4 separate regions of the Mus musculus genome follow, and all the other regions are linked to region 1. Evidence: chromatin contacts called from public Hi-C, Micro-C and promoter capture Hi-C data. All regions are on one chromosome and are shown on one strand. Each heading gives the region's core, a stretch centred on a gene start, on an enhancer-like site or on the middle of the called end of the contact. The rest is flanking DNA. Distances are from core to core; before and after follow the strand shown.

What was found. Hi-C and Micro-C count contacts between places; a contact is called where the count stands out from the background. Capture Hi-C pulls out chosen DNA fragments and counts their contacts.
Region 2: a contact with region 1 is called in a Hi-C map of embryonic stem cells, with 2.7 times the contacts expected there. The contact joins the promoter of Wdr6 here to the promoter of Bsn in region 1. A contact is called at or near these places in 2 of 484 Hi-C or Micro-C datasets (B cells and embryonic stem cells) and 3 of 115 datasets of contacts at active chromatin or transcription factors (effector CD8 T cells, memory CD8 T cells and pancreatic cancer cells).
Region 3: a promoter capture Hi-C map of liver shows a contact between it and region 1, with 2.2 times the contacts expected there. The contact joins the promoter of Mon1a here to the promoter of Bsn in region 1. A contact is called at or near these places in 4 of 39 promoter capture datasets (cranial neural crest, hematopoietic stem and progenitor cells, liver and 1 more), 9 of 484 Hi-C or Micro-C datasets (B cells, embryonic stem cells, peritoneal macrophages and 2 more), 2 of 115 datasets of contacts at active chromatin or transcription factors (bone marrow-derived macrophages and embryonic stem cells) and 1 of 9 other capture datasets (liver).
Region 4: a contact with region 1 is called in a Micro-C map of embryonic stem cells, with 2.4 times the contacts expected there. The contact joins the promoter of Mst1r here to the promoter of Bsn in region 1. A contact is called at or near these places in 10 of 39 promoter capture datasets (cranial neural crest, embryonic stem cells, fetal liver and 6 more), 4 of 15 datasets of contacts at CTCF or cohesin (the NIH/3T3 cell line, embryonic stem cells and large pre-B cells), 49 of 484 Hi-C or Micro-C datasets (B cells, the Ba/F3 cell line, the C2C12 cell line and 23 more), 8 of 115 datasets of contacts at active chromatin or transcription factors (embryonic limb bud, embryonic stem cells, large pre-B cells and 1 more) and 3 of 9 other capture datasets (adipose tissue, embryonic stem cells and liver).

What each region holds. Positions count from the first base shown.
Region 1 is chr9:108,187,269-108,195,266 of GRCm38.p6, forward strand. It overlaps Bsn (bassoon), which reads right to left and starts at 3,115. Exons shown (of 12, transcript NM_007567.2): 1 at 2,776-3,115. The coding sequence starts at 2,990.
Region 2 is chr9:108,574,851-108,582,848 of GRCm38.p6, forward strand. It overlaps Wdr6 (WD repeat domain 6), which reads right to left and starts at 3,863. Exons shown (of 6, transcript NM_031392.3): 1 at 3,644-3,863; 2 at 1-1,732. The coding sequence starts at 3,743. P4htm (prolyl 4-hydroxylase, transmembrane (endoplasmic reticulum)) reads right to left here. Exons shown (of 9, transcript NM_028944.4): 4 at 7,997-7,998; 5 at 6,992-7,154; 6 at 5,869-6,054; 7 at 5,166-5,256; 8 at 4,866-4,989; 9 at 4,012-4,458. The coding sequence ends at 4,238.
Region 3 is chr9:107,884,203-107,892,200 of GRCm38.p6, forward strand. Mon1a (MON1 homolog A, secretory traffciking associated) reads left to right here and starts at 3,927. Exons shown (of 6, transcript NM_028369.3): 1 at 3,927-4,200.
Region 4 is chr9:107,902,510-107,910,507 of GRCm38.p6, forward strand. It overlaps Mst1r (macrophage stimulating 1 receptor (c-met-related tyrosine kinase)), which reads left to right and starts at 4,380. Exons shown (of 19, transcript NM_009074.2): 1 at 4,380-5,871. The coding sequence starts at 4,636. Mon1a (MON1 homolog A, secretory traffciking associated) reads left to right here. Exons shown (of 6, transcript NM_028369.3): 5 at 107-254; 6 at 353-630. The coding sequence ends at 493. It also overlaps the pseudogene Gm23856.

The DNA.
Region 1 (7,998 bases), core at 1,865-4,364:
TTTTGTGGTGGTACTGGGACTTGAACTCAGGGCCTTATAGGTGCTGACTAAGCACTCTGCCACAGTACTACCTCCCAGCTCCTTACTTTCTCAGGTTCTTACAAGGTCTGGCCTTAACCTGGTGGTATGTCATGGATACATGCACAGGTAAAATTGCATCATCTATGCCCTTGCTGCACATTGATACATCACTATAAATGACTGAGTGAGTGAGTGAGTGAGTGAATGAGTGAATGAATGAATGAATGAAGCTTGTTCCTTCCTCTGACAGGATGCAGCCCCTACCAAGTCACTTAGCTTAGAAAGCAGAGTCTGAGACAGAGATCAGCTTCCTTCCAATCTGTCTCCTTAGGAAAAGCAGAGCTGATAGAACTATATGAGGTGAACCTGAGACCAGACACAGAAAATCCTTCCTTGTGAAGCTATGCAGTGCCCAAGGCTCTGCCATCGTCCCTGGAGGCCCAGAGACAGCATCACTATGGGTGTGGCAGCACCTATGCTTACTGAATTCAAGTCAGGCTCTTCAGCCTTGAACGCTGAAGCCGCCCCCTCACAGAGCCCGAGTCAGCTCAGCAGGAGGATGAAAAGAACGAACTCAGCTTGAGGTGACAGGAGGTGCTGTGGCAATCGGAGAGAAGCAGGATTCCACTCCCTAAGAACCTCACTTCTCTTCCCCTATGGGGTTAGAAAATTCATCACACCTTCTTTTGGCCCCTTCCCCTATACTATAAGGTTTCTGGCTGCTATAAAATTCAAGGCCTTGTTGGAAACAAATATATCCCTGTGCAATGCTCTTTGCTGAATGCCTGGGGCTCATGCCATGGGGCTTTTTCTCCATCAATGGGCCAATCTGTTCATCAGCATCTCAGAACAGAACATGCTAAATTTGGTATCAGGTACCTGAGATGCACTGGTGAAAGGACCTAGAAGCCATCCCGACTCTGAGGCAGAGACAGACAGACAGAAGTGGCTGACTGCTTAGCTGAGGTGCAGTGATAAACTGACTAGGAGCTAGAAGAGGACCTCAAGGGTCCTCAGTCTTCAGTGTTACTGACAAATCAGCTCAGCCCCTGAGCCTCAAAACTGAAGGACCTCAGGAACACACACACAGGCCAGTGTGTGAGCCCTACCCACAGCTGGCAAAATGTGTTGTGACTGCAAAATCCAGCAATAGCCCATGGTTTCTGCATGATGGCAGTGGCTAGGTTTTCCCTGAAGCAGGACTTATAGGTAGAGCACAAATGGAACACTGAGCCGTATGAGCAGTATACAGCAGCAGCCTCTGTCCTGTCCCTCTAATCCGCCAGGTCTTTCCAAAATTCCATATGCTTGCCTCTGCAATGTCGGATAAACAACTAGTAGAGCAGCCAGTCTGGTTATCCGGAAGGGAGATGGTAAATTCTCCATATAACAACAAGGTGGTTTTCCATTCAGCTGTAGCTTTTCCTTGAAGGGAGAGAGCTGAAGCTTGGCGAGCCTGTTTCTCAGGCTAAAACCCAAAACAAGCATCTCATCACACAGCGAGATGGGCAGTGTGTCCAGGGCTAAGAGCTGCGTGGTACTCAACTGCATTACTGTCAAAGCAAATGTAAAACGGGCCAGTTCCTCCTCTAAAAGCTACATTCATGGGCTGGCCTGTTTGAGATGGCTTCAGGCTACTGACATCTCTGCATCACTGTGAGTTATCTAAGAAAAGACTCCTGAAGAAATCAACACAGGAGGCACAGTTGGGTGTCTGAAAAAGCAAACATTATTCTTCCTTGGAGTTTCTGTGTACCAGAAAAGGCAAAGCAACATAGATATTGGCAGCTTTGAATGGAGATAGAAACACCTCCCCCCAAGGGGGACGATACTCCCCAGGCCCAACTGGTGTAAAAATAACGCCTTCCGTTTTACCCTGTCATCTCTTGGTAGTCTTGAGTCGGCTGACACAGGCCAACATTCACATCCTCCGCCTTCCATGCCACTTGTTTTTGCAGAATCTGGGTTTGGCAAACCCTGAAACAAGCTGGGCTCAAAAATATTTGGCCAGATCTATTTGGTTTAAACCAGTCTATGTGGATTTTGGCTTTCCCACTGGCCGGAGGTGTTGAGCTAAATCATTAAGCCATGAGTTCATATCTGGTGGGAGGTAATTCAATAGCGTTTTCTGCCTCACCTGAAAGTGTTCACAAACCCTTGACGAAAGCACATGACCGCGAGTATTATAGGGCCTGATAGTATCCGGTGGGCAATTTTCCTTTCCTCAGAGACAGTGACAGGCACGAAATGCTTGAGGAAAGCAAAGGACCAAGTTCATGGCTCAACTATTCCCATCTTTCCCTATTCCTAGCAGTGACACTTATCTTCCCTGACAGCCACTCCCATTGTGCTCTTTCTCGACCCAACACAATGGACATATGCAGACGCTGGCAGACAGGGAGGATGTCTTCCATCCCATTGCTCCCCTGTGCAGAGGGACCAGACTAAGGTTACATAAGCCCCTCCTGAGCTGTTGGGCCCCTGCGCTATGGGGAAGAGAATTGGGGGATTGTGACGAAGTCACGGTCTGCAGGCCCTGACTAACCCTGTACTCACCATCCTGTCCTGTCAAGGCGGGGCGGCTGGAGAACCTAGGGTTGCCCACCTTGACCACCCAGCTCACGCCAATCTGGCAGGATTCGCAGTGCAGGCAGACCCGAACCTGCTGTCCACTAGATCGTGGGATTCCAGGCCCCGGCCCCAGATTCGGACCACAGCTCCCTGCCCCCCAGGAGCCCAGACGCGCGCTCTTACCTGCCCGGGCCGGGGCCGGGGCCAGGGCCGGGGACCGGACCGAGACCAGGGGTCGGGGGTCCCGCCGCTCGCGCAGCGCCAGCCACGGGGAGCTGTCCGCCGCCAGCTAGTGCTGAAGGCGGCTTCCCTGCTCCGGGGCCCGGACCCAGACCAGAGCCTCCGGGCGGCAGCGGCCCTTCGCCCGCGCCGCCCTCCAGGCTGGCCTCGTTGCCCATGGTGGGCAGGCGGGCGGGCGGGGTCGGGGTCGCACTGCGCCCGGGCCGGCGGCTCCCGGGCGGCGCTCACACTCTCCGCTCCACCGCAGCTGCCGCCATCTCCCAGCTCGGCTCGCACAGCCGCCTGCTGCTGCGCATGCGCGTCGCGCGCGCTCCTGCCCTGCACACGCCCCCCCCCCTCCCCGCGCGCGCTCACGCCAGCCCGCGAAGACTCGTGTCCACGCACCAGCCTCGGGGTCGCCGGGAAAAGGCCTCCGGAACCCGCGCATGCGCCCTCCGCAGCCAACGCGGCCGGCGGGTGTTGAATGAAGGCCGGCGGCCTCGGGTGGCTGGCTGCAATCTGCTGGACCACTTTGGAGGTTCACTAGACCTTAGAAGCGACTAAGAGCCTTGAGTGGTGGCCTACGTCTGTAATGCCAGTCAATAGGAGATTGAGGCAGGAAAATCAAGGTCATCCTTAGTTACGTAGTGAGTTCGAGGCCAGCCTACACCAAACCATTTTAAAAGAAAAAAAACCGGGCCAGCAAAAGGGACCAATAGGTAAAGATGCTTGCTCCAAGTTTGATGCTGTGAGTTAGGAGCCCACATGGTGAAAGGAAAGAACCGACTTCCACGTTGTCTTCTGCTCTCCACATCCTCCCATTCCGTCAGCTATACACATACACAAATAAAAATGTCTTCCGTTAAAGTATAGTCTAGAGAGATGAATTAGCAGTTAAGAACTTTTATTGCAGCCGGACTTAATGGCACACGCCTTTAATCCCAGGATTTGAGAGGCAGAAGCAGGAGGATCTCTGAGTTCGAGGCCATCCCGCTCTGAGAGAAAGTTCCAGGAGAACCAAACTACACTGAGAAATGCTGCCTTAAACAAACAAACAAACAAACAAACAAATGACATGATTTTTAAAAAGGGAGAGAGAAGAAAGAGGGAGAGAGGGAAAGGAAAAAGAGAAATAGACAAAAAGAAAAGGCAGGGGAAAATGCCACAAGGTGGCATAGCGCTGTCCACGGCCTGAAATCTGGCACTTTCTATCCATAAGGACCATACATCGTGGTACACACCTTTCTTCCGAGCGCGTGGGAGCAGAGGCAGGCAGATCTCTGTGAGACTTCAGGCTTATCTATATAGCATGTTCTGGGGCAAGCTATTGTGAGATATAGCAGGAGGCTGTCCTGGTAGGTAAAGCATAGAACAGGCTCTGTGAGAGACTTGCAGGATGCAGATGAATGGGAGTCTGTTCAGAGGTGTAAAGTGATTGAGATGTTGGGGCCAGACCGTCAGGGGCTGGATATTGCTGTGGGGAAAACCAAATAGTAGTGAGCATCGTCTGGGATTCATACTGAGGCTGAGTCCCATAGACCCAGAGTCTCGGGAAGCACCCAAGGGAGAGAGGGTGTACAGAGTCAGGTGAAATTGGGGCCAGAGAAGAGAAGTTATTGGTGGCCTTCTGCTGTGGCCCTCGGGGACTGTCCAGAGGGTTGTAAATTTCCCTCATTAGCCTGAGACCTTAGTAAACTTTCTCGTCCTCATTTGAAGGGAGGAAAGAAAGGCAAGACAACCAAAGCAACATAGTAGTGTCTGGTACTACGTGGGGCCAGTGTCACTTTCTGTCCAAGGGAACTGTTAGAAAGGACCTTCCTTTGAGTAGCCTAAGTGGGAGGCTGGCCTGGTAGGGACAGGCAGCAAAGCCCCTGTCTCCTTATAAGGGCCTCAGATGTTCTCCTGAGAAAGAATGACTGTAAAACCCAGACTATATTCTAAACCATCTGTGGCTCTAAATCATGGCTATGTAGGAGGGCTTAAGTAACTTGACTGCATTTCAGAAATCTATATCATTCTCTTAATACTGAAGAATGTATTAAATATCAGAAGTTCTAACCTCTCATGTTGTGGTAGTGGTGGCTTTTGTCTTTAATCCCATTACTTGGGAGGCAGAGGCAGGTAGATCTCTGAGTTCAAGGCCAGCCTGGTCTACGGAGTGGGTTCCATGGCAGCCAAGGCTACACAGAGAAACCCTGCCTTGAACAACAAAAACAAAAGAGTTCCAACCTGACTTGGGATGGTCCAGGTGAACATGGACAGACCAGAGCTGTCTGTACAGGAAATGGACTTCAGCTCTTCCACCAAACATCCAAAGCTGCTTTTCCCCAAACTCTGTAATGGGGCAGGTAAAAATGAGAAGGAATTCAGAGTCTCCCAACTTCCTGTTGTTTTCTTACATGTCTGCTATGCTTCTGGTTAAACTCCTGAGCCTGTCTGGAACTGAGGGAGGAGAGCCTTCCCTGTGGTGCCCTTGCTGTGCTGAAGAGAGTTTTTGTTTCGTTTCTGGTGACTATTTATGAACAGGCACCATGTGAGTCAGTATCTCAGATCGGCTACTCCCAGTGGGACCTTGGAATCACCAAGCCCCTAGTTCCTCATGTGCAAAGTTAGGATAGTAACAGGGCTTGTAATAAGGAGGCTCTGAGGGTGAAGTCACTGGTGGGGGGTGACACACAAGAATGAGAGTCCAGCACACACAGATAATGCTGCCATTTGCTCTCTTGGGGATTTGTGACACATAGGCAACATGGCTGGTCAGACTGTCCCATACTAGACTGTTTTAGCTTCACAAACACCAGCTAGTGGGACATCTTGGGACCTCTACCTGGGGAGATAAAATGCATTCCTGATAGGGCACTAAAACCAGACAAAGTAATTCCACCAAGATCCAAGCTGGCAAACCAATGAGGTTATTGGACTCACCTACAGAGCATGCATGACTCCAAAGCACCCATCTCACTGGAAAGTGTCACACCCAACATGAATGACAACTTTCCCACAAACGCATAGATGGAGTCTCCCTTGTCCCCATCTACAGATAACCTTCCATCCTCTATACATTTACACACCTCCCAAGACCACAAGCCACACACAATTAGAACAGAATTGCAAACAGCAGACGAGGGGGTGCAAAAGGGATTGCCTGGGATCTCAGGTGAGGGTCCTGGCCCTTGCTACCGTGAAGGAATGTCAACAGGCACGATCTTGAGGGGCTCTGGTGAACAGTCACACCTGTTTCTGTTGAAGATGGTCATCGCTATTGTGCTCAGAGGATGGTCTTCTACAACACGTGGGTTGGACCAGCTAGAAGGCGGAAAACACAGCTTTTGTTTGTTTATTTGTTTGTTTGGTTTGTTTCTGTAGAAATCACAGAAGTTGTGGCTTTCCACAGATTCAAGTCAACATGTCCCTAGTTCCTGGGGGAGTAATTAGCCCTATCCAGCCAGTAAGATTGGGGAGCTGTTCTCCTCAGGGTAGATTCTTGGCTGCAAATAGACCTCTAGGGTCTTTGCTACCATGGTGAAAAAGGGCATGCACAGTGGACCCAGGAGGACCTGGAAGTATAGGTTAGTAATGCCCTTCCTCTCTCAAAGTCAAACAATTCCCTTCCCTCTGAGGGCCATTTCCTGGAACACATCTTTCCTGTCCACTTCCACCCCCGTCCTTCATCCCAAGGGCAGCTACTGACCATGGGGCAGTACTAACCCCTGGTGGCCGAGGGCTCTTGATTCGGCTAGACTTCTCGATGGAACAGATGGAACAATCGTATCTCACTGGCTTGCTCTTAGGGACTGACCCCTGCTCTTGGTTCTCCGGAATGCTCTCAGCATTTTCCTACCTGCACTTGCTAGGAGTTCTACCACGACAAAGAGGGCTGGTAGAGCTGGTTGACCTTCACTCCAAAATTATCATTGTTAGGCTGCTGATCTGATGAGGACCAGGGAAAAGACAGGCTCCATTCAGTGTCTCTTCACGGAGTGGCGGCCAGTGAACCGTCTCCACTCAAGACACTTCACTTTGACTGTAAAACAACTGTGTGGTGCATCTGGTAGCTTTTCCCTGGAGGTTGAGCTGCAGTCCCTCCAGGGACAGCGTGGACTCAAAGACTCTACAGGAGTTTTCCAGGGCCCCAAAGCTCCCTAGCTGACTGTATCTTCTTATCACACCCAAAGGGAATGGGTGGGTGGACATGCATGGGTTTGCTTCTTTGGCCTGTACACTGAGACATTTGCTAAGGAGTTGAGGAAAGGCAGGAGTTATGGTTCATGCCCGTGGTCCTGGATCTTACGGGTGGAGGTTAAGACAGGGGAAGGAAAAATTGAAAGCCTGCCTGAGCGATACAACAACTTTGCTGAAGAGATGGTTCAGCAGTACGAGCACCGGCTGTTCTTCCAGAGCAGCATTTCTCAACCTGTGGGTCGGCACCCCGCTGGGAAACCGTCATCTCCAAAAATATTTACATTGAGATTCATAACGGTAGCAAAATTACACTTATGAAGTAGCAGTGACATGATTTTATGGTTAGGGGTCACCACAGCATGAGGAACGGTATTAAGGGGACTCAGCATGAAAAAGATTGAGATCCACTGTTCCGGAGTGATCCAAGTTTAATTTCCAGCACCCACATGATAGTTCAAATTTACCCATAATTTCATTTCCAGGAGATCTGACACTGTCTTCTGGCCCCTGCAGGCATCAGGCACATATGATCAGGTGCACAGGCCTGTGGTCACCCAGCACATTAAAAAAGAAAAGAAAAAGTATACCAGGGTAAAGAAGACACTTTGCAGGCAAGAAAAGGAGACAGGGCTGAGAAGGTGGCATGGTCACACAGGCATGAGAATCTGAGCGTGGATCTCCAGCGTGTAAAAACCTGGGCATGTGGTGTACCGGTAGTCCCATAAATAAGACTTCATGGGGTTCTATGGCCAAATAGCCAAGCGATTCCAGGTACAGTGAGAGATCTTGTCTCAAAACAAAAACAAAAACAAGGTAGAGAACAATTGAGAACAACACCTAATGTCAACCTCAGCCTTCCACGTGCGCACAGGAATCAGTGTGTGGTCAGTGCCCCCCCCTTCCACATGCACACATGCACACATGCATCTGCCAGCATCTGAGGATGTGGAGAAAGAGGAACACTCCTCCACTGCTGGTGGGATTGCAAGCTTGTACAACCACTCT
Region 2 (7,998 bases), core at 2,613-5,112, 390 kb after region 1:
CGACAGGCTTTCTGCCTTAGGACCGGCTGGAGGTGGCCGCCATGTACAAAGAGCTGGAAGTAGGAGCTATCCCGCCCTGTGCTGTATAGGTAGCCACCATGGCAGGTAACTGAGGTCACACCCTGTTTCCCATGCAGAGAATGGAGTGTAGAGACGGGGCCTATTCCTGTTGGGACACTCTCAGACCCACCGCTCCCACTACCAGCTCCAGGTGCCTCAGCTGCAGTAATAGCCTTGCTTCCGGCCCCAGGCTTTTTGAATAGACATGGTCTGACAGGGAATAGCATCACAGAGCCACGGCGGTCCCCACAGACGAGGAAGTCACCCGGGGGCAGGAAAGCACTACATGTGTGCCATCGTTGCTTGCTTGGGGGAAGGAGGTACCGGCAACGTTCCTTGACAAAGATAGCCTTGCCAGTGGGTGCAGCTGAGATCTCCAAACAAGCTATCACCCCACCAGGGCCCGATGCTAACAAAAGCAGCTCCTCGTAACCACGAAGGGCCCAGCTCAGGCTGTGCACCTTCCCCTGGAACAGTTTCTGCTCGACGGCAGCGGTGGGGGTGTTGATGGGAACCACCTTAACAAGACCCTCCCCGTTGGCCAAGGCACAGAGTCCAAAGCCCTCGGGCCCAGGAGCTGCCTCTAGCAGGCAGTAAGACCGAAAGCGATTGTCCTCCAGCAGCTGCTCCCAGGACTTGACCTCAAGGTCGTAGAGGTACAGGGACCCCACATCAGTCACTGCCAGGACTCGCCAGGAACCAGCCAGAGTCACAGCCTTGAGGGCACCTGGCCGGCTAGGAGATTTGAAGGACAGGGATGAGACGCCCAAGCCTGGGTACCCTCGGCCTGCCAGGTGCCAGAGTCGAATGCCTGAGTCGTCTCCCCCAGTGACCACCCAGGCCTGCCTCTCGTGAGTGGCTATGGCCCGGATACCTCGGCCCCGGTGGCCCCGAAAGGCTTGAAGGATCTCGCCTTCGTGGCTCCACACCAAGCAGACACAGTCTTCTCCTGCACTGATGAGATAGTTCTCTAAGAGCTTCACCTGCCACACTCGGGCACTGTGCCCAAAGCAGTGGCCAATATTCTGAACCCGACCCCCAGGCACCCGGAGGTCCCCCACCTTCCAGAGACGAACACTTCGGTCTTCTGAAGCAGTTGCCAGCAGGCCCTTGCTTTCCAGGTATGACATGCTAAAGATGACACCCACATGGCCACTAACCCGCCGGTCAGGGGCCACGGGTTTGTTGTCTGTTAAAGCAGTGGCTGGGTACCAGATCAGGAGCTCATTGGAAACCGCGCCAGCCACGATGGTCAGTTCCTTCCAGGTGTCACCAACCAGGCAGGCTGAGGACAGGGTACACCTGTCTGTGCAGGGGACGTCCTGCAGCATGCACCCTATCACTGGGTCATACAGTACCACCGAGTTGTGGCCCAAGGCCACGGCTACGTTACCCTCGATCCAGCGGACATCCCAGATCCAGTCGGACATGTTCCACAGGCCAGAGCGCCAGAGCTCCCGAAGATGGCTTTGACCCCAGCTGACTTTCACAACTTTGAGGCCCTTGCTCCCAAACACAGCTATCATGGCCTCAGAGTCCAGGTCTCCTTTAGGCTCTGGTCGCACTCGGAACCCATGGATGAGAAAGTGACCAAGCAGGTTCTGGACTCTCTTCACCATTCGGAGATGCCCACCAAGGTCCAAGTTGTACACCAGTAAATCAGGCCCCTCGCCTAGACAGAGGTAAAGAGCCACATCAGCACCACACACGCACGCACGCACCTGATCCTAGGACGCATGAGTGGAGCAGGCCACTCCTTAGCATACAGACTCAGAATATACCAGGACACAGCATCCTACCAAACCCGTGCCTCCACTTCAGCCGGACCTCAACTGCAAAGGCACACTCCTGTCAGTCACTCGTTTTTGTGGTAAGGTTCTCTCAGAGAGCCCAGGTTGGCCTTGAATTCAAGATCCTCTTGCCTCAACCTCGAATCTGCTGGGACTGTGGCAGTATGCTGTCATGCCTGGCTATCCATCACCCTTAATGACAGTCACTAGGATTTCCTCTGGTGCACACCATCCTTACACTTCAGATGGAAAGCCCTTGCTCTGCTCTAGCCCAAACTCTCAGCTCCACCTGCCTCTGCATGCATTTTCCAGATTCTCCCTCCCTTAGGGAAAAGGCTGTGTCGACCTTTGCACCCTTTAGCCATCAGCATCCTTCATCAGTCTAATCCCTGAGGCTCAACAGAGGCGATGGGGTGGGTAGGTATGTGGTTTTGTGTGTGTGTGTGTGTGTGTGTGTGTGTGTGTGTTTGTGTGTGTGCATGCGTGCTGAAGCTGCCCACACTTTGGCAGGCAGGGGTGAGGCTTGCATTCTGGCCCCACCCCTGGACAGCTGTGAGATCGTCCTTTGTATGCGACTGAGACTTAAAAGCAACAAGGCTTGGGAGGAGAGATGAGGTGCAGGTATTAAGAACCTGGACAGCATTTAACACAGCAGAATCAAAGCTAGCGTCTTCTGAGTTAGGAACATTCCTAACTTGTGCTCAAGAGGGGCTTGTCCAGGGCCTCCCTCTATACAAATCCACATACTTCCCGGGGAATCTCTTACACCCCCATACATGTGTATAGAACCCACAGACGTTTTCTAGAATGGGACTCTCAGCTCCCTTTTGGTCATCTTGCAGCCGTTTGTTTCCCACGATCTCCTCCTCCTCGGACTCGTCAGGATTCCTCATTACCTTACTCCTCTCTTAATGTCTCTTTCTTCAAAATTCTACGGATTTCATTTCCTGAAGTTTGCCGGTCCCACCTCCAGAGAGTTTAGCTCACTGGAGCAACCCAATGTTTGCACTTGCACACACACGCACGCACACGCACACACACACATCAACTCTAGAATATACCCTCACCACAAGACAAACACGCAGCCCTGCTGAGGCTAATAATGGCTGACCCAAGGCCTAATTGTCAGTGCCAAGGGTCCTTGTAAAACCCAACACCACCATCACCAAAGGATGGCTTCGCATCAGGCCCTACTGCTTCCAGGACACTTGGCACCTCAGAGCCATCTCAGACCTTTACCACCAGACACTGAGACATGTGATTACTAACCCAGTTGGCTCAGACCCCCCAGTTGGTTCTCCAGAGGAACCTAAGCCCCAGCCTCTCTGGATACTGCTCTACTCAGAAAGCAATTTTTTGGCCCCCTCATCTTTGGGGGCGGAGCTTCAACCCTCTCCAGAAGCCACACTCCCGCCACACCCCCTGAGGCTGCCCTTTTTTTTTTTTTCTTCCTCTCCAGGGGTTTTGATCATTTGCGTTCACCTGAGGGTGCAACGTCCCTCCCCCAACATGGAACGACTGCGTCCCCCACACCTTCAAGCGTCTCTGTCCACCCTTTCCAAGCTGGCTGCAATTTATGAAGAGCTGCCACTGTCTCTCGAGCCCCGCCCTCCTCCGCCGGCCTGTGTTTCCCGCCACCTCCGAACCTGCCTTATTCCCCCCACTCCCACCCCTCGCCAGTCCCCAGCCCGCTGCCCATCCTCCTCCCCAGGGCATCCCTTTGTCCGGTGCGACCACCCAGGGAGAGGCTAGTTCTTCGCCCGCTAGCACGACTAGAGCCGACCAAGCCTCACCCGCCAGCAGCCTGTCCCCAACACACTCCAGACCCGTAACCGGGAGGAGTATGAGCTCGGAAGTCGCCCGCGGCCAGACATAGTCCCCGAAAGCGTCCATGACGTTCCTGGAGCTGCTGTGGCTGCCACGGACAAGAAGAGAGCTGCGTTCTCGCGAGAACCAGCCGTCTGGAGAGCCGCGCTGCAGAGCTCCGAAGCCCTTAGCTACAGGTAGCAAAGCCCTGGCGCTGGGCTGCGGACGTCCAATGACGACCCTGTCCCCCACGCGATCCCGCTCCTGATTGGCCGGATCAGAGTCACCCCCCCACACACACACACATGAGACTAGCCGGGAGGGGCGGTGGGCCTCCCCTCCCCCAAGCGGGCGCTTAGCTCGCCGGCCCCTGGCTGGAAGCCCTGTAGTTTTATTTAACGGAGCAGCATGGAGGCTGTACACCAATAAATAACGTGAATGTAGGAACTGCGCCTTTGATCGCGGCTGCAGGCAGGGAGGGCTAGGGCAAGAGGTCGGCCAGAACTTCAGTCTGCAGTAGGACAGAGGACCTGCAGGGTCTTTGACGTTGGGCAGCGGGTGATTCGCATCAGGGCCTTGCGTCAGAGCTCCACACGGGCATCACTGTAGGCTCGGTCCAAGGCCCACTCGGGTTGTGAGTCCATGCCACCTTCCCGAGCCAGACGAGCCATCTCCTGCTGGAACAAGGCTTGCCGTGCCCGGCTAGGGTCCACATTGATCCAGTTGTTAGCGATCCACTTGGTGCCGCGGGTGACCAGGCAGCCCCCATGCAACGAGTAGTCGTCCACTTCACCCACCCAGCCTGGGGTAAGAAGGTGACATGAACAAAGGACAAGTTAGGGAGGGGAAAACCCTAGATTGGCTCAGCCTGAGCTGTGCACACATCTAATCCCCATGGAAGGACTTGGCGTCTCACCCACTAAGGCATGGTCAACATACTGGCCCTTAAAATTAACCAAGCTTCCTTGCTTCTGAGCTTGGCTATAGCTCTTCCCAGCCTGGGTTGTGGAGAGAAGTTTCCCTGCCCCAGACAGCAGGAAGGCTGGTGCGCAAGGACGGTGGGCGGAGATAACCGAAGATACTGTACTAGTGCTACTGTGCTTTGAAATCCCTGGCTATGGAAGACAGGAACAGTCCTCCAGGAGAGCAGGAGGGAGAGATGAGTTCCCTCAGAGAAGCCCAAGACCTGGCCATGAGTAAAGCCCTCACCTTGCCCATCAGGAAGGTAGTTGTACCAAAAGACTGCAGTTCCTTGCTGGGGCTTGACACGAAGGTTGCCCTTGTCACAGTGCCTTCGAGTGTCCCGGAGATCGACATCATCCTGAATCAGACTCTGTAGGCAACAAGGTGAGGCTGTTTGTGGACTGCCTGCCATTGCAGGACCAGGCAGCCAAGGTTGGCTGGAGGGAAAACAGGCAGATGTGCCCTCGTCCCAGCTCTGGAAGGGTGTGTACACACTTGCCCAAGGCCCTACCAGCCCAAGAGTAATAACAGCTCACTGGCCCTTACCATTTCATCATAGGTCCTGTTGTCTGCCACAGGGAAGACGGTCTCACCCCCACCGGTGACATTGTTCAAATAAAACAGCACTGTCATGTAGCTGTAAGGCAGGGGGAGGCTGCTGAGTAGATCCCCAACATTCCCACTTGTGGGCAGGATACCCAGGGCCCACAGGGTCAGGCTAGGATAGCTAAGACATCTCCAGCCCTCTTCCCCACAGAGTCACTCTCCTTGTGTGGCCAAGATCGCAGGTGCACTTAGGTAAGTTTGTGACCTTAAACCAAAGATCTGGCTGGGGAAAGTAAGCTGATAGAAGCAGGAATATCATGTAAAGTCTCCTTGCAACTGGGAGGACTGAGCCAGAAAGCCACAAGAAAACCTAACTTTGTGCAGGCAGGAGGGTACAACTGTAGAAACTGAGGCAGGGACCTCCAACAATGGAGTCAAGACCAGTGCTTACAGGGCCAATTTCCAGTATCTGTAGATATCTAGATCTGTTTTCATTTGAATAGATACAGTGGCCAGGAGCTACCACTTTCCAGTTACTCCATAAAGAGTGAAGAAGAGACTTGGGGGAAAGGTAGGGGTATGGCTGACCAAATGGCCCAGTGTATCCTTGGTCCAATAGCAGGTAATACATGTCCTCAAGGTACCCAGTCTGGGAACTGAAGCCCCACCTCCCTACCCCCCCCCCCCCATGGGAGGTACTTGCCGACAGGAGGTCTCAAACGGTACAGATTCATTGGCTACCAGCTTGGTATGGGAGCAGATGGTCTCTGGGTACACGGGTCCGCTGTCCACATGGGCATGGTAGTGACCTCCCTCACCATATCGTACAACCTGTAGTGGCTCACTGAACTCCACAATCTCCGGGGAGAGGCGAGTGAGGCGCAGGACCCTGGTAGGCAGCAGGTATTTCAGCAGGATGGCCACCTGAAGGAGCTGACCAAGGTGCATCCTGGGCCAGCCACAAGCTTCACCCCTGCTCACCTCCCCTGGAAGTCCCACGAGCCACGCTGGACTTGATTTCTAAGAGCAGGAAGGCTGTCATGTAATGATTTAATCGTCATGGGCTTGCCTAACATGTACAAGGTCTTAGATTTGATCCTAGCACGCCAGCCTCTGTTTTTATTTTTTGTTTTCTTTCTGTTATTATTTAGATAGGATCTGATGCAGCCCCGTGTCGGCCTGGAACTCTGTAGCCTAGGCCAATCTTAAACTCCTGATGCTTCCGTCTCTGCCTCCCAAGTTCTGGGATTGGGGCTGTGCGCAGCAAGGCCTGGTTTTCTGCAGTGTGTGATCACAGGCTAGGCAAGCTCTTGACCAACCAAGCCACGTCCTTTCCTCATCTTTCCAGGGTTTCTGAGACAGTTTCACTCCCAAGTCCAGGCCTTAGCTACGGACTGCAGGATGACGGGCATGCGGTCTTAGCCTGGCTTATGACGCTATCTGTTCAAGGGACAGGGATTCTCTGATCAGAAATAAGTTCTCATTTTCCTAATTAACAGAAAATAAATATTTGATTGTTTTTTTTTTTTTTTCAAGACAGGTTTTCTCTCTGTAGCTCTGGCTGTCCTGGACTTGCTTTGTAGACCAGGCTGGCCTCGAACTCATAGACATCCACTTGCCTCTGCCTCCTGAGTGCTGGGATTAAAGGCATGTGGCACCATGCCAGGCTTGATTTATTTCTAAGACAGTTTGTTTGCCCACAGTCAGGCTAATGTGCATTCAATAGCTGCCTGTTCTTCAGAGTTCCCCATCAGTTCTGTCCCTTTGGCTCTGGCAAAGAACTTGTGTGGCCACCCTGCCCCAGGGAGGATGATTGCGGTGCTCACCTCTGGCGGATGGCACGCATGACGTGATGTGCTCCCTCTCCCTGGTGGAGCCATGTGTGGTGGCTGTTCCTCACCAGCTCATTGGATTCTGCCTTATGGCTCCTCATGTACTTGTGGAAGTCTCGGAGGTCCATGTTGGAAAATTCCTGCAGACTCAGCACGCCTGCGCAGAGCACCCTCATCAGTGCCTGCCAGGCCAATGTGGAGAAGCACAGTGGCAGGCGGCACCTCCCTACCTACCCCAAAGGTAGCGGCAGCCCCTGGCCTCAGGCACTGGGGGGCCATGTGTCCCCACCTGGACTCGGGTCAGATGAACCTGGTTTCTGTCACATCGGGCCCTGAGGGAAGACCCAGAGAAGTTTGTTTTCTGTTTAAACCTTGATTTGGTCCCGAAAACCCAGACAGCCAGAGCAGGGTCTCCATAGGACATTTGGGCCACATGACCAAGATGGCCCTGGGCTCTGCCACCTGCCCTGTAGCAGTGTGAGCCATGCTCCAACCTATAGAGTGTGAGGAGAGAGATCATCCTGTGCTGAGTCTCCCCCAGGGCCTTTCACACTGTAGTGTGAAAGCAGGGATAGTCCCCAGAAGTCCCCTCACGTCATCCTGGGAGGAACCATGTTGGCCAGCCCTTCCTGCTACAATACCAGTTACCCTAGCAAAAAAAAAAAACCCCAAACTCCTGACCACCCCACAGATGAGAAGGCTCCTCTCTTCCTGCTCAGACCACTAAGCAGAGGTATCCCTCTGGGGCTCTGGAAGAGTGGGTGGCTTTGCTGTAATTGTTCTATCCTTTGGCCTAGATTGAGAGCCAGCCACAGGCTCCAGCTGAATTTTCACTCTAGGTTCGATAGAAACCTAGATCCTCACCTCCCTAACTCTGTGCATTTTCAAAGCTGGGCATGAAAGCTGCCTGCTGCAAGGGAAGGGCCCCTGAACTTTTCAGGGCATGCTCCTGGGAGGAGACAGCTCACAAGCATGGAACAGTGGAAGGTTTGCGCTCACCA
Region 3 (7,998 bases), core at 2,677-5,176, 300 kb before region 1:
GAGTCATAGCCCCAGGTAAGCAACCTGAGGGGCAGACAGCTGGGCCTTAGAGAGCGAGACCCTACATCCCTGGCCAGACAGGAAGTTTAGGGGAGTAGAGATGTCAGCTTGGCTAATTTGTAGGGATGGAACAGAGAAGAAAATCATCTATGTAGTGTATAAGTTCAGACTTCGGACAAAGAGTGTGAAGCAGAGGGCAAAGCCTGGCCAAATTAATGTGGGCTGTCCCTGAACCCCTGGGGCAGAAGTGTGTCTAGGTCAATCCAAAGTAAAGGCAGAGATATTCTGTGACTGTGAGTGAAAAGGAATGGAAAAGAAGGCATGCGCTATGATGCACTATAAAAGGACCAGGAGAGTAAAGTTGCCCAGCTCCTCGAGGACTGTATAATATGATTTAAAGCTTTATTTTGATACTAAAAAAGTTTCAGTTCAGAAAGTGTTATTTTTTTTAAGGTTCAAACTTAACAGAGATAATGCTGCAAATCCTAATCTTATAAAAGCTACTAACTTATTTTAAACTGTTAAAAAAAATAACAGTTTTAGCCAGGCAGTGGTGGTGCACGCCTTTAATCCCAGCACTTGGGAGGCAGAGGCAGATGGATTTCGAGGCAGCCTGGTCTACAAAGTGAGTTCCAGGACTGCCAGGGCTACACAGAGAAACCCTGTCTTGAAAAAAATAATAAAATAAAAATAACAGTTTTTTTTTATTGGGAGTGGGAGTCCCCAGCACTCTGGACTTCTGCAGAATAAAACACACTTTGCTTTTACATAACAAAAAATAATTAAGACGTGCAAGTTAATGATCGGTCACCTTATAAAGACCAACTTCTTTTGGGGGGGTTGTTTGTTTGTTTGTTTGTTTTTTGAGACAGGGTTTCTCTGTATAGCCCTGACTGTCCTGGAACTCACTGATCCACCTGCCTCTGCCTCCCGAGTGCTGGAATTAAAGGCGTGCGTTACCACTGCCTGGCTAAAATGCTGACTTTGATTTGCTCTTTTTCTTTTTTGTTCAGAGTCTCCGTGAGAATCCTACATAGGCCTGGCACTCACGCCCTCCTTGCCTTCTGCATACTGCACTTATAGGTGTGCTCTCCAACCCTATCAATTCTGAACTTTATGATGACTTAAGGTGAGATTCGTGGGTGAGGCAGGAAGCCTGAAAATTCAATGCCTGCCCTGGCTACAAGTGAGTTCAAGGGCAGACTGAGTAACCTACTGACAACAGGTCTCCAAAAGAGATGGTTCTCCTTGGCCTGTACTATACAGAGTGATGTTATTGGTATATTTTAAGGTAAACTATTGCAATCTAATGCCCTCTTTTTTTTTTTTTTTTTTTTGCCTTTTTTCTTTTTGAGAAAAGACTTCATTCTACAGCTCTGATTGGCCTGGAACTCCCTTTGTAAAAAGGCTAGCCTGGGACTGACAGACACCCACCTGCTTGTGTACAGAAGGAAAAAAAATCCCACCTATTGCAGTGGTACACCTGTAATCAACACTTTTGGAGGTAGAAACAGGAGGAAAAGGAGTGCAGGCCAACATTGGCTACAGGAAACCTGTCCTCAAACAAACAGATGTAGCTATAGTGGCTTGCTTCTATAGTGCCTAAGCACACACCTTAGAGATGCATGCTCACCAGCTTATCCCAGTAAATAAAGACTCTGTCATGTCTGATGGGGATTTTGTTCTTGGGAGCAAGAATGAGGACTGGGGGAAAGAACTGCTTAATCTGTAGAGTGCTCATGGGTAAAGTGCTTGTTTTTTTGTTTTGTTTTTGTTTTTGTTTTTTTAGGTTTTTCGAGACAGGGTTTCTCTGTGTAGCCCTGGCTGTCCTGGAACTCACTCTGTAGACCAGGCTGGCCTCGAACTCAGAAGTCCGCCTGCCTCTGCCTCCCAAGTGCTAGGATTAAAGGCATGCACCACCACGCCCGGCTAAGTGCTTGTTATACAAGCATGAGCAGTACCTAGGGAGATGCCAAACACAGAGGTGGGAATCTCTAACCTCAGTGTTGGGGCTACAGAGACAGGTGGATCTCTGGAGCTTGCTGGCCAAGGCAGTCTAGTCAACCAGTGAACTCCAGGCTCCATGAGACCTAAAAGTGGGACAATGTCAAGGAAGTTTTAGTTTCCTTCTGCTGCTGTGCTAGAACATTCTGACCAAAGGCAACTGAGGGGAGGAGAGGACTGATTTCAGCTCACAGGCCACAGTTGATCCTTAAGGAAACTCAGCACAGGAACTTTTGAAGCAGAAACCAGGAAGGAACCCATGTTGCTTGCTGGCTCACTCAAGCTGAGTAGCCCAGGACCACCTGCCCAGGGAATAACACTAATTGCAATGAGCTGGGCACTCCTGCATCAATTAACAACTGAAACAATTCCCCACAGACACTGTGTCAAGTTGAGAACTGAAGCTGATTAGAACAACACCCAACGTAAGATGTGCACACACACCCCTGCACATATTCCCATACATATTTGCACATACATGAACACAGAACATACATATGCACACAAAAGAAGACCTCGAACTCAGAAATCTGCCTGCCTCTGCCTCCCAAGTGCTGGGATTAAAGGGGTGAGCCATCACCGCCCTGCTCAAAAATTCTTACTTTAGACTCGTATAGTGAAATAATATGAAATGAAGTATATAGGGAAAACTTGTATAAATTATATTTGCTTCAAGGTAGGAACCTGGAAGCCAGAGCAAGCAAAGAGAGGAAATCCTGAAAGACCTATGGAGACTTGGAGAAGTTCCACTCCCCTTCTCAGTCTCCACTGCAAAGGAACGAACTCCCTCTCACATGGGACGCTTCCCTTACCCAGCATTTAAGGGTCTGGTAACCCTGTGGAAACTATCTCCAGGAAAAGGTCACAGGTTGTCATCATGTCAGTCACACATATGCCAGTATTATGGAGCCAGATTTCAAATTTGCATGGGAGAGAGGGAGGGAGGGAGAGAGAGAGAGAAAGAGAGAGAGAGAGCACACATATGCCAGTATTATGGAGCCAGATTTCAAATTCGCATGGGAGAGAGGGAGGGAGGGAGGGAGAGAGAGAGAGAGAGAGAGAGAGAGAGAGAGAGAGAGAGAGAAGAGAAGAGAGAGAAGAGAGAGATCCCCAACTTCTCCGACCTCCTTAGGGAGCCTGTCAAACTGCAAGGAAAAGTCAGAGGTTTTTGACTTTGTCCTTTATCTCAGAACTATTGGGATGACTAACCATGAAGCTTGAAAAGTAAGCAAATTGCTTCAGATAAAATATAAGTAATACTAGCCATTCCCTAATTTTGCTTCTTCAAACTATTCACCAGAAATAAGGGCTGCTGGGAAAACTTGTTTTCCTGTTTTTATTACTTTGTGTCTAGGAAATTATAAGCAGTGGTTCCTTGCCCTTAGAAATCACCCAGGAGCTTTTTCAAACAACTCCGATGCCTCGTACCTCACATTCATCCCATTAAGTAAAAATCTATAGGATAGTGTCCAGGCATTAATGTTTTTTTAAAAGCTCCCCGGGTCAGTTTATGTGAATTGTTGAGAATTGTGCTTTCTATTGCCTTAAAATAATATACTGTGACCAGACTTAAGGTCTTTTTAAGCAACAATTTTTGAGTCTTTTCAACACGTCCGCGTCTTGTACAGTCTATGTGGTTGTGCTCACTAGTGGCATTTATCCAGCTCCCTAAACTTATCATCTTTCCATGATCGGTGGGGAAATACTGACGTTCGTTCTGGTCCCTTAAAGTAAACATCTAGTGGGTGTTTGGGGGGAAGGGTAGAGGACCCGCCTCTAAGACACGGAAGAAGGCGGTGCCAGGTGAGGCAACCCGGGTCCTAGGTCAGACCCCGCCTCTGGCATCGCCAGGCTCGGGAGCCCGGAACCGCTCCCGCAGCTTTAAGGCTGCGGAGAGTTACGGACTACATTTCCCACAATGCACACAGGGGCGGGCTGGGGCTGGCCAAGAGGCTGGAACCGGGCCTCCGCCACCAGAGGCCGGTGAAAGCTGTCTTCCTGCGCCGGTGGCCGGTTAAGGGTCGGCAGGAGAGATCGGTTCCTCCGCTGTGGCCATGTCTGTATCCTCCAGGGGCGGTAGCCCCGCGAAGTTGCACTCTGAGGCCAGGCACTGCTGGACACTTATATCTCCCCAGGGGTCTGGCAGAGGGCAGTGACTGGTACCCTCGGTAGGTCCTGTGTTTCCCCAAGAAACAGGTGAGTTCGACTGCTAACCCACGTGGCCTGGGGGCGGCGAGAGGCGGGCAAGCTGTCATCTTTAGAGGGAGGGGCTTGAAAACTAGGGGGGGGGGGTGTCCCGGCCATCTACTGCCCCGATAGGGGTACTGCGGCTCTTTGGGGTCCTTTAGCCGGCTGGTCCCAGCTAGGCACTAAGAAAGATGAGGCGAGAACTCATCCTTTGGCCGGGAGAGCAATGTCCCATAGGCAGCAGACACCAACCCCCAATTCGGACATATTCGGCCCACAGAGTTCTCTTTAAAAGGAGGATGGTGGAGCGAGGCAGGCAGGTCTGAAAGGGTGAGCCAACCCTTTCTAGGTAGAGTTTGCTTGGGAACTGTGAGCAGCCTTTGTCAGGAAGGGGAGTGGCCTCTAGAGGTGACAAGGAACTAGGCTCATTGTAGATCCTGGAGGCATCCTGCTGAAGCAGCCACATCACAGTCCCAATTGAGCCCTGACTGTCAGACTTTCTGAGTCGTCCTCCCAAGTGGACCAAAGGGGTCAAGATCAAATTTGAAGCGCTGTTAGAACAGGAAAAAAGATCAAGGTTGTTTGAAGCTAGTAAGGAGGGGCTTTTGCAAGACCCTCCTCTCTCAGGAGCAATCTGAAGGAGGGAGGCGCATTGGAAGGAGGGACAGCATCAGCTTTTTGTTTGTTTGTTTGTTTTTGTTCTTGGTGATTTTGTTCATAGGCTCTGCTAGAGGCTTCTAGGAAAAGTTGCATGCCCTGGGAGCACTTAGAGGAACTGCCTAAAAAGTGTTCCTGTAGAGACCACTGGAGCTGTTCTCAGACACCTCCCTTGCATAACGGCTCAGGACCAGCTTTTCCAGGAGCACTTGCTGCAGAAATCAAAGTCTATTGGAGGTGGGAGGTGGGCTTTATCTGCTCCACTCAGCCTTCTTGCCTGAGTGTGTGGGTATCCAGAAAACGGTTCGCTTCACCAGGCCTTCTGGTTGGAACCCCAGACTGACCTTGGAGAGGATAAAAATGCTATATGATCTCACATAGAAGGAGAACTTTTGTGGAAAAAAAAAAAAAAAAAAGCACCGGCTAGCTCTAGACAGCTGGCCCTGCTCCGTTCCCTGTGCAGGTCCTATGCTGGGGACACTCAGGAACACTGGATTTATTTAACCCTCAGAAGCACAAAAAGTGTCCTGAAGGAGCATGTTGTCAGGACGGCATAGCTGGTGTAGAACTTGTTTGGAGTTTGAAGGCAGAAGTACAAAGCCACAGAGAGGGCATTGTGCAGACCTAGGAGGTAGATAAATTTGGGAGAGATAGCTAGAAGCAGCTGAGAACTGGCAACCTGGCTCTGCAACTGCAGAGAAGGTAAGAACAGCTTGCTTGATACCGGGGAGGCTGAGGCCCGTGGCTCTTTGACCTGATGTCCTGGGGCAGGGGAGAGGGGGTCAGAAGGAGGGGTCCCTCAAACTAGAGCTCATGCTTCCTGAGGTCAGAAGTATGTTTGATCAGGTCATTCCTCAGGCCCTGGCTGACTGAGAAATCTTCTAAAGGATTGATTGGCAGGACAGAGACCACTGGACCTGTGTGTAAATGCAGTCTGAGTGCTAAGAATAACCACAATGTGCTAATAGCTTCAGCTGAGTATAGGGTATGCTTACTCTGTATAGCCAGGCCACATGTATTATCTCATTTAATCTTCCCACCCCATACATCATTCCTGGCTGTTTGCAGCCATTCGGTACCATTTTATAAGTAAGAAAACGGACCAGTAAAACCAGTTCCTCCAACTGCAGAGCTGCTTTTCCTGACTACTTCCAAGGACAAGCTGTCTCCACAGGCAAGAGTTTTCTTGCCTGACCCCAGGTACACTTGAACTGGGTGTTCTTCACACACCTTTTCTTTTCTTTATCCTCCAAAGATGTGTTAAATGCCGATTTAATTCCTCCTGCACATGTCTAATGTAGCAGGCCACAGAGTGACCTTCAATCTAGGGAAAGAAAAGCCCTGGTGAGCAGATATACTGCTGATAAGGTATTCCGACAGCAGCATGAAGTGAGGGAGTGAGTCACTGTGCTAGCCTAGGAAGAGACTTAGGGTGTAGGTAGACTGAGGGCAAAGGTCAAGTGAAGAGTTCCGGCTACGCTGGGCTGATGTAGAAAGGGGGCAGGAAGAAAGGGTAGAAAATAAGCTCCGAGAAATGAAGGAGAAGGGATCAACTGAGGGGCCTGGTGTGCCGTTGGGGGAAGTGACTTTCTTGCTAAGTGAGGTAGTAGTAGTGAGCAGAGGAAGGGCCTGACCCGACCTACCTTTCAGAGGCTCACCTCGATTACAAAGGCCGACCTGCTGGGACACATTACTACTGGTTAGGAGGTTGTGACAATTATTTGCTAGGGGGATAATAGCGGCTTAGACCCACCAGGTAATCAGGGAAGAGATAAGAAATGGTCAACTATTGAACCCGGTGTGCTGGGTGGTGGTGGAGGCATTCCCCTTTGATCCCAGCACTCAGGAGGCAGAGACAAGTGACTCTCTTGAGTTTAAAGATAACTTGGTCTACATAGTGAGTGCCATGACAGCCAGAGCTACACAGAGAAACCATGTCTCAAAACAAAACAAAATAAAAAAGTAATAGTCAACTATTGGATATAGACATTTACAACTTTGATGAGTTATTCTGGGAAAGTTGGTCAAAATATCAGGAACCTCTTATTGTCTCCCTCCCACTATTATTTACTTATTTTTAAGATTTTAATTTTATTTATTTTGATTATGTGTGAATGTTGGAGGAGGAAGTGGCATATGTGTGTGCAGTGCCTGCAGTGGCCAGAAGAGGGCACTGGGTCCACTGGAGCTGGAGTTCTAGGCATCTGTGAGCTGCCTAACCAGGGTGCTAGGTATCAAAAACCCAGTCTTCTCTAAGAGTACATACTCTGATCTAAACCGCTCAGCCATCTCTCCAGCCCCTATTTGTTGTGTTTTATGAGACAGAGTCTCATATATCCCAGGTTGGCTTCAAACTCATTACATAGCTGAAGGAATTGAACTTGTGATCTTCTTGCTCCCGTCTCCTAAGCGTTGAGATCACCCACATCTGTTTGTTTATTTGTGTATGTGAATGTGTGTATATATGTGTGTCTAGGTGCCTGAGGAGGCCAAAAAAGAGCATTGGGTACCCTGTGAGCTGGAGTTACAGGTTGTTGTGAGCTCCCCCCTCCCCCAACATGGGTCCTGGGAAATGAGCTGTGATCCTCTGCCAAAGCAGCAAATAAATAAATAAAAATAAAATGAAATAAAATAAAATAAAATAAAATAAAAATTCTTAGCCACCAAAGCTATCACTCCAGGCCTATCCATGGCTCTGTCTGTGTGTGTGTGTGTGTGTGTGTGTATGTATGTATGTATACATGAACGTGTGCACATATTGAGGCCATAGGTCAACTTAAAATATAATTTTTCAGGTGTTGTCCACCTTGCTTATTTGCTTTTAAACTTTTTCTTTTTAAATTTGGGGTGGATGTGAAGGTCAGAAAATGACTCACGGGAGTTCTAGGGATCAAACTCAAGTTGTTAAGTTTGGCTACAAGCGTCTTTACCTGGTGATCTAGCTGGCTGGCCCAACATTGGTTTTGGTTTTGATTTCTTTGTTTTGCTTTATTTTTTTGTTTTTGAGACAGGGTTTCTCTGTGTAGCTTTGGCTGCCCTGGAACTCTATAGACCAGGCTGGCCTTGAACTCACAGGGATCCTCCTGCCTCTGCCTCTTAAATGCTAGGATTAAAGGCGTGTGCTACCTCTCCCTTGCCCAACCTTGGTTT
Region 4 (7,998 bases), core at 3,130-5,629, 280 kb before region 1:
CCTGGCTAACAGGCAGTAAGATCTCCCTGTCCAGAAATAGATATTTCAGATCTCCAGAGAAGACAGTGAAAGGCCTTCCTTTGTGAACCCACTTCTCCATTTGCAGTCCTGAGATTGAGGCCCCGTACTCCAGTGAGGAGGAGCAGGAGCGACTGTTGGGCCTCTACCAGTACCTGCATAGCCGTGCCCACAATGCCTCTCGCCCACTCAAGACCATCTACTACACAGGCCCCAATGAGAACCTCCTAGCCTGGGTAAGGTAGCCCTAGAGGAACTGGTCTTTGTGTGGACCCTGGGAAGATGCCACAGGGTCATACCGATCCTAGATGATGACCCTTTGCCCCTCCTCCAGGTGACAGGTGCCTTTGAACTCTACATGTGCTACAGCCCACTGGGGACCAAGGCATCAGCTGTCAGCGCCATCCATAAGCTGATGCGCTGGATCCGTAAAGAGGAAGACCGTCTCTTCATCCTCACGCCCCTCACCTATTGATGGAGGTGGGAAGGCACTCTGGGCATGGGAAGCCATGGGAGCCTCCAGGTGAGGCTGGCTTCCCCTGCCCAGCCAGCAGGCAGGGACTGTGGGCTGGTGCGTGCAAGTGCATTAAAGTGGTTGAGAAAAACACTGTTGCCCTTTGTCATTGGTTCTTTGTTCTGTTTTGTTGGTAATTTTTTTTGTTTTGTTTGTTTTAAGATTTGTTTTGTTTATATTAGTACACTGTAGCTGTTTCCAGACACACCAGAAGAGGGCATCAGATCCCTTTACAGATGGTTGTGAGCCACCATGTGGTTGCTGGGAATTGAACTCAGGACCTTTGGAAGAGCAGACGGACTGCTGTAGGGAAGGCCAGGCTGAGCTGAGTAAGACAAGCAGGAATGACCTGGGCCAACTTCTGGGTAGGAGCCCTGGGCAAGGCAACCCAGTGTTGAGTATGATTGGCTTCCAAGTCTAGTCTCCCTATAGCCATGGGCCTCTGGGAACCATGCTTAGGCCTTCCCATGAAGAGCTGTCTGCTTTCATTCCTGTATCTCAGCCAGCCAGTTCATCAGCACAGCACACCAGGAAAGAAGCAAAAGAAGTCCACTTGATCTCTGGAGCCGATAGAAATAAATGTACAAGGTCACTAGATATGCTAGGTTGTTCCTCAGCCTGTCCTACATGAAGTGCTGTGGACACTCCAGGAGCCTCAGCAGTAAAGGACTGGTTCCATTCACTCCACCATAAGACCTTTGGGCCACCCAGGGCACAGTATGGAAGGCCCCCGACTTGCTCCTGGGGAGTTCTGATCCTGCTACAACCTAACTAGCATTGATTAGAGAAGCAGAAAGCCTAACTAGAGATAAGAGCGCCCAATGAATGTGGTCTTCTGACTGTCAGAACCACCTCCCTGCAGTCTCAGAGAGTAGGGCCACATGAGAGAACATGTATGAATTAGCACAGGCCATGTTAAGATGCACTGTGGCATCTGGGCGTACTCTGCAGCAGAATCGCTGTTTCTGGCTTCAGCCTAGATTGTGTGAGAATTAACATGGCAGCAAGCCTCCTTCCCGGGCTCTTAAGATCCTCAGAAGTACACACTGCACACTGCCCTGGGTCTCTTTCCTAGCTATTGGATGCTTTTCTTCAACTTGCTCTTGACCAGGGATTTCAGATCAACCCTTTGGAACCCGGGGCATGCAAAGTCAGACATCCTTGTATGTTCAGATCAGCAGTTAGCCCCTAAGTGCTCTGGTAGCCACTCTAGCACAGCTCAGCTTCTGTAGTTCAGTACTGATTCTGATCAGGAATAAGGAAAGAGGGTCAGAGATAAGCATGTGTACCTAGGACAGTAGGCATCTAGAAGTGCAGGGTTTACCTATTGGGAGCTCAGAGATGAGATGACAGGCAAGTAAAGGAGGTATTCCTAACAGAGGCATCCACATTTGGAAAGAGAACCTGTCCACAAGTCCAGGGATTTTCAATCTCTGGATAAAATTACAGCAGGCAAGTCACTTAGGACTTCAATCTGATGTGGCCATACTGTAGTTAGAGAGAAACCCACTAATGTGATTTCTGGGCTGGAAAAAAAAACTCGTCTTAACCTTTTGAGGTGTTCAGAGAGGTCTGAGCCCATGGAAGGCAAAGTGGCTAGCATCCCTTAGTGGTGAGAAGATGCCAGAGTAGTTTAAGCCCTAAGCTAGCAATAGGCCAAACCCATTGAGCTTACCTTATGGTAGTGCAGGGCCTCATGCCTACCTTGAAGGTCCTGCAGAACGCACAGATGAAAAATAACAAAGGGATTCTCCTGTGGGCACCACAGTTGAGAAAACTAACTACCCCCAGTAGAGCTTTGTCCAGGGGGTGCAGTCACCATCATGGCCATATGGTGGCAGCAGAGAACCAACTAATGGCCGATTCCACTCCATTTGGGCAAAGCCATCCAAATGTGTGAAGTCTGCCCCCAGTGTCCAGAAATGTCTCACAATTTCTGGAGGCAAGACAACATTCACAAGAGCCCCTGTCTGGACGCTGTGTGGAGAGTATTTCAGTTTTCTCTGCATGACTATCTTTAGACATGTTGACCGTGGAATACTGGAGGGGTGCCATGTTTTGCTTTGTGTTATTTATTCATTTCTGAGCTGGGGAGTCCTACCCTGGGGATGGAAGAAGAACACAAACTGTGTTGGGAGTGTGTACTAAGCCCAAGCTCTTGGTGGCCCATGAGATACATCTTCCGCAGGCTGGATATAAAAGGCCTTCTTTTTTATACAGTACAGAGATTAGCATGTCCCTTGTGCAAGGGTGACTCGCAGATCTGTGAAGGGTTCCATATTTTTTGATGATTTTAATTAATGCTATTAAAAAAAAAAGCTGGGGCTGGAGAGATGGCTCAGTGGTTAAGAACACTGACTGATCTTCCATAGGTCCTGAGTTCAATTCCCAGCAACCACATGGTGGCTGACAACCCTCTGTAATGGGGATCTGATGCCCTCTTCTGGTGTGTCTGATGACAGCAACAGTGTACTCACATACATGAAATAAATAAATAAATCTGAAGGAGAAAGAGAAGGAGAAGCAGCAGCAACAGCAGCATGGTAGCACACATGCCCAATACTTAGTCCTAGTACTTGGAAGGCTGAAAGGCTGAAGCAGGTGGATCTCTGAGTTTGAGGGCAGTCTGGTCTACAGAGTGAACTCCAAGACAGCCAGGAAAAACCTATTTTGCCCAGAGAAACCCTGTTTCTATGTAACAAAACAAAACAAAACAAAAAAGGCATCCTAGGATAATACCATCTCGACTATGAAAGGATGAAGGGATGGAGCACTAGCTAAGGCCATGTTAGAAAGGAGAAGCAGGCAGTGAAGTTTGTCCTGGGCGTGGAGTAGAAAAGGTAGAATTCCCCAGGGTGGGTTCCTCCCTCCCCAGCTCTCTTATTCTCTGCTGCCTAGGGACTCAAAACTGCCTATGACCACCCTGTGAGGAGCCCTCAAGAGCCCAGGTTCACGGAGCTAAGGCAGCTGCCTGGCTAAGAATACCTCTTCCTGCTCCATTACCCTGAGGTATTGAGAAAGCGTCTTACCAAGAGACAGCGGCTGAGTCCCGGGAAAGAGAGGTGGCAAAGCAGAATGGGCTTCACCCATCCTGGAAAGAGGACTCTGGATTCCAACCAACTACAGCTACATTCGTGTTTCAGAGACACTGGGTCCACAAAGCAAGGAGCGGATCAGAGGTGCCCCGGAATTCAAAGACCACACCTCTCCTGTACCAGGGCACCGGAGGAGAGGCATTTTCTACCGTCACTCTTCCCTTCTGTCCCATATATGCCTTCTCATGCTGAGGCCACAGTGACAGGATCCGAGCCAGAGGGCTAGGTCTTCACAGAAGTTACCTCCTCTAAGTATTACCACCCAGGGCGGGTCAGACTCCATTAATCTTTATGGGTCTTGGCACACAGGACAGGGCACAACATACCTTTCTCTGACACTTCTCTGAATAGGCACATGGAAAGATGATCTCTGACCACACAAGGTCTGTTCCATGTATCCCTTTCTGCAGCGCCCCCACCCCCGCATTACTCTGTCCAGTGCATTCCTGGTCTCCGTCTCCGTTCCCCACATGGTGAACTAGTGCCTGACAGTGTTCCTATGAAAGAGGGCCATGAGGAGAGAGGAGCCAGATTGTCCTGCAGCGTTCTAACCTCAACCAGATGGGTTGTGGGGATATAGGATGGTTCAGGAATACTCCTTCCCAGGTCACAACAACAGCCTTCTCACAGCTGGAAAGAGTCAGACAGAGCTGGAAAGAAAGCAGGGCCTTCGACAGGGCTCCGCCCGTAGCCCCGCCCCCAGCCCTGCCGCACCCACTGGGGCCCACCTCCCTTCGACTTTGATCCAAGTAGCTGTAGCAGCGGCAGCTAGAAGCAGCAGCTGGGGCCCCTGGTGAGGTGATCGTGCCATTGCCGTGTCCGTGGGTCCACAGCCAGGTGCTCAGACCACAAGCCAGAGAGAAAGGTTGGGTTTGCCAGGGACCAGGGCAGGGGGGCAGCTGCCCAGGAGCTTTCAGTACCGCTGCGTAAAGCTGGTCTCAGCTCGGACCCTGAGTCTGGTTCGATCAAGTCCTGGACCTTCTGGGATTCCCAAGGGGCCCCAGCTCAATGGGGCTGCCTCTGCCGCTGCTTCAATCCTCTCTTCTGCTAATGCTTCTTTTGCGGCTGTCGGCGGCGTCCACCAACCTGAACTGGCAGTGCCCACGAATACCCTACGCAGCCTCCCGAGACTTCAGTGTCAAGTACGTGGTCCCCAGCTTCTCCGCGGGGGGCCGGGTACAGGCCACCGCAGCCTACGAGGACAGTACAAATAGTGCGGTGTTTGTGGCCACACGCAATCACCTGCACGTGCTTGGGCCTGACCTGCAGTTCATAGAGAACCTGACCACTGGCCCTATCGGGAACCCTGGCTGCCAGACTTGTGCGAGCTGTGGTCCAGGCCCTCATGGACCACCAAAGGACACAGACACACTGGTGCTAGTGATGGAGCCAGGTTTGCCAGCCCTGGTCAGCTGTGGCTCAACCCTACAGGGCCGCTGCTTCCTGCATGAGCTGGAGCCTCGGGGGAAAGCCCTGCACTTAGCAGCTCCAGCCTGCCTATTCTCAGCAAACAATAACAAGCCTGAGGCCTGCACGGACTGTGTGGCTAGCCCCCTGGGCACTCGTGTGACTGTGGTGGAGCAGGGGCATGCTTCCTACTTCTATGTGGCATCTTCGCTAGACCCAGAGTTGGCCGCTAGCTTTAGCCCCCGCTCGGTGTCCATCCGTCGTCTAAAGTCTGATACTTCTGGATTCCAACCAGGTTTTCCGTCGCTGTCGGTGCTGCCCAAATATTTGGCCTCCTACCTCATCAAATATGTGTACAGCTTCCACTCGGGGGATTTTGTCTACTTTCTGACTGTCCAGCCCATCAGTGTCACAAGCCCTCCCAGTGCCTTGCATACACGTCTGGTCCGGCTCAATGCTGTAGAGCCAGAGATTGGTGACTACCGGGAGCTGGTCTTGGACTGTCATTTTGCACCTAAACGCCGGCGCCGTGGAGCCCCGGAGGGCACACAGCCCTACCCAGTGCTTCAGGCAGCCCACTCTGCTCCAGTGGATGCCAAACTGGCTGTGGAACTGAGCATTTCAGAGGGCCAGGAAGTGCTTTTTGGGGTCTTTGTGACCGTCAAGGATGGTGGCTCTGGCATGGGTCCCAACTCTGTTGTATGTGCCTTCCCCATTTACCACCTGAACATCCTGATTGAAGAGGGTGTCGAATATTGCTGTCACTCTTCAAATTCTTCTTCCCTGTTGTCGAGAGGCCTTGACTTCTTCCAGACGCCCAGTTTTTGTCCTAATCCGGTGAGCAGAAAGAGCGGGCCCCTGACCTGTGAGTACCCTGTGGAGCTGAATACGGGCTATTTCCTTGCTATCTCTGAAAGGGCCTGGGTGGGAAAAGGCAGTGGGCTAAGACACACAAATCATCAGCCATGTCCCGGAAGGTCACCCAGCACGAGGCTGTCATCCTTCCTGCCATCTGATTCTTTAAGATAGCTTCCAGGGTTGTGTGAGGAGGGGCTTACGTCATAGTTAACCCTGCCAGCACAACTTCCAAATTCCCCTCCAACCTGTCCAGTTCCTAGACCCTCAGGGACACCGAGAAAAATACAGACAGAGGCAAACACTCAGAGGGCAGAGCCTCACAACGGTCCGCAGCGGCTTGCCGACCAGTTCTACTTTCCTTTGAAGGCACTGTTTTGCTCTGCTTTTCAAAGAGGGGTGGTTGGCAGGGCTGCCAGAGAACTCCTCCCCGCCCCACCCCCCACTCCGTGAGGTTCCAGGGAACCCTGGAAGTCTGGGAGTTTTTTTGGAGAGCCTGTATGATCTGTGATTTACCAACCCATTCTCCACACTGTCGTTATGGGAAAAATCTGGGACATAGTGGAAAGGCAGTTTTAGCTCCGCTCTAGAAAGTTCTGGGAAGCCTCACCCCAGTCTTGTGCAAGCAACGATAAGCAATTGAGGAAGGATGAATAAAGGCGTGGGAGGGGACGGTTTCGATTGGTCCACCCTGGACGTTTTGTCCCTGTAGCCAAGGCCCTGCCCCAGGTAGGAGGTCTCACAGCTGGTATTATAGCACATCAGGGAAGAAAAGAAGGAACAGGAAAAAGAATGTCTTTAAAACGCTACTGAGGGGCTAGGACTTTTGAGAGGTTAGTGGGAGACATTGAATGGAGCATTGGATGAGCCATCAATCCGGCTCACAGTCACATTCTTGGAGGCTCTGGCCACCCAGTGCCCTTGCTCTGCTATGACAATTTTTTGTTTGCCTCCTACTCCCAACACCCCTATGGCCATACTAGGAACTGGGGGTTGAATCTGGGGCCTCCCACCTGCTAGTCAAATGCTCTACCACCACCGAGGCATATCCCCAGCCCCTCTCCTCTCCCTTGATAATTTTAATTTTGAAACAGTCTCACTAAAGTTGCCCAGTCTGGCCTTGGACTCATTCTCTAAGCCCAATCCATTCTTAAACTTGTAATCGTCGTGCTTCACCCTCAGGGGGTGGGGGGTGTTCTTGGGCCGTGGTCTTGACTCGCTTGTTTCTAGCTTCTGTTAGTGGAGGTGTGAAATTTACAGCCTGTGTTGCAGTCAAAAGTCATTTTTCTTTAGAACCTGATGACCAAACCCAGGAGCTCACACACACTAAGCCTCTACCACAGGTTATATTGTCAGCCTTTTGTTGTTGTTGTTGTTTGTTGGTTTTTGAGACAGGATTTGCTATATAGCCAAAGCTAGCCTTGAGAACATTGTGTAGTTCAGGTTGGCCTTGAATTCAATATTTCCCTGCTTCCATCTCTCAAATGCTGGTATTACAGGCATGCACCACCAGGCCTGGTGCTTATTTTTTTTTTTTTTTTTTGGTTTTCATTTTGAGAGATTAAACTCATGGCCTTGAACATATAAATGTTCTCCTGCTGGGGAACACCCCCAGCCTTGGTGTGTGTGTGTGTGGGGGGGTCATCTTTAGCCTGGGTCCCTCAGCTGAGTATATTGAGTATATTTAGGTTGAGAAGTCCTATGAGCAAGAATGTTTGGTCTGAACCTAGACAGGAAGTCAGAACCTCTCCCGTCTTAACTAGTGCCGAGTAGATCAGGACTGCATCGTGCCAGGCACCGGGAGAACTAATCTTAGGCCCTGCCTATCCGCTCTAGGCATGGGGGTGTGCCAGGTCTCCGAAGATATGTAAATCAGTGTTTATCCAATGAGTTCAAGTATGACACCGTGTTAGTACCAGCCTCTGTGTGTACTCAATGGTTGATCCTAAAGACTAGTGCCTGGATACGTGGATTCAGATTGCGTGTGGAGCATGTATTAGGAAGGGGACACTGAAGGCGAGTGTTTTCAGGGATAGGCACCTTTGTCAATCCTAGGACCCAGATTGAAGACTCCAGGGTGTCGGGGCAAGCAAGCAGCAGCGTGTGCTT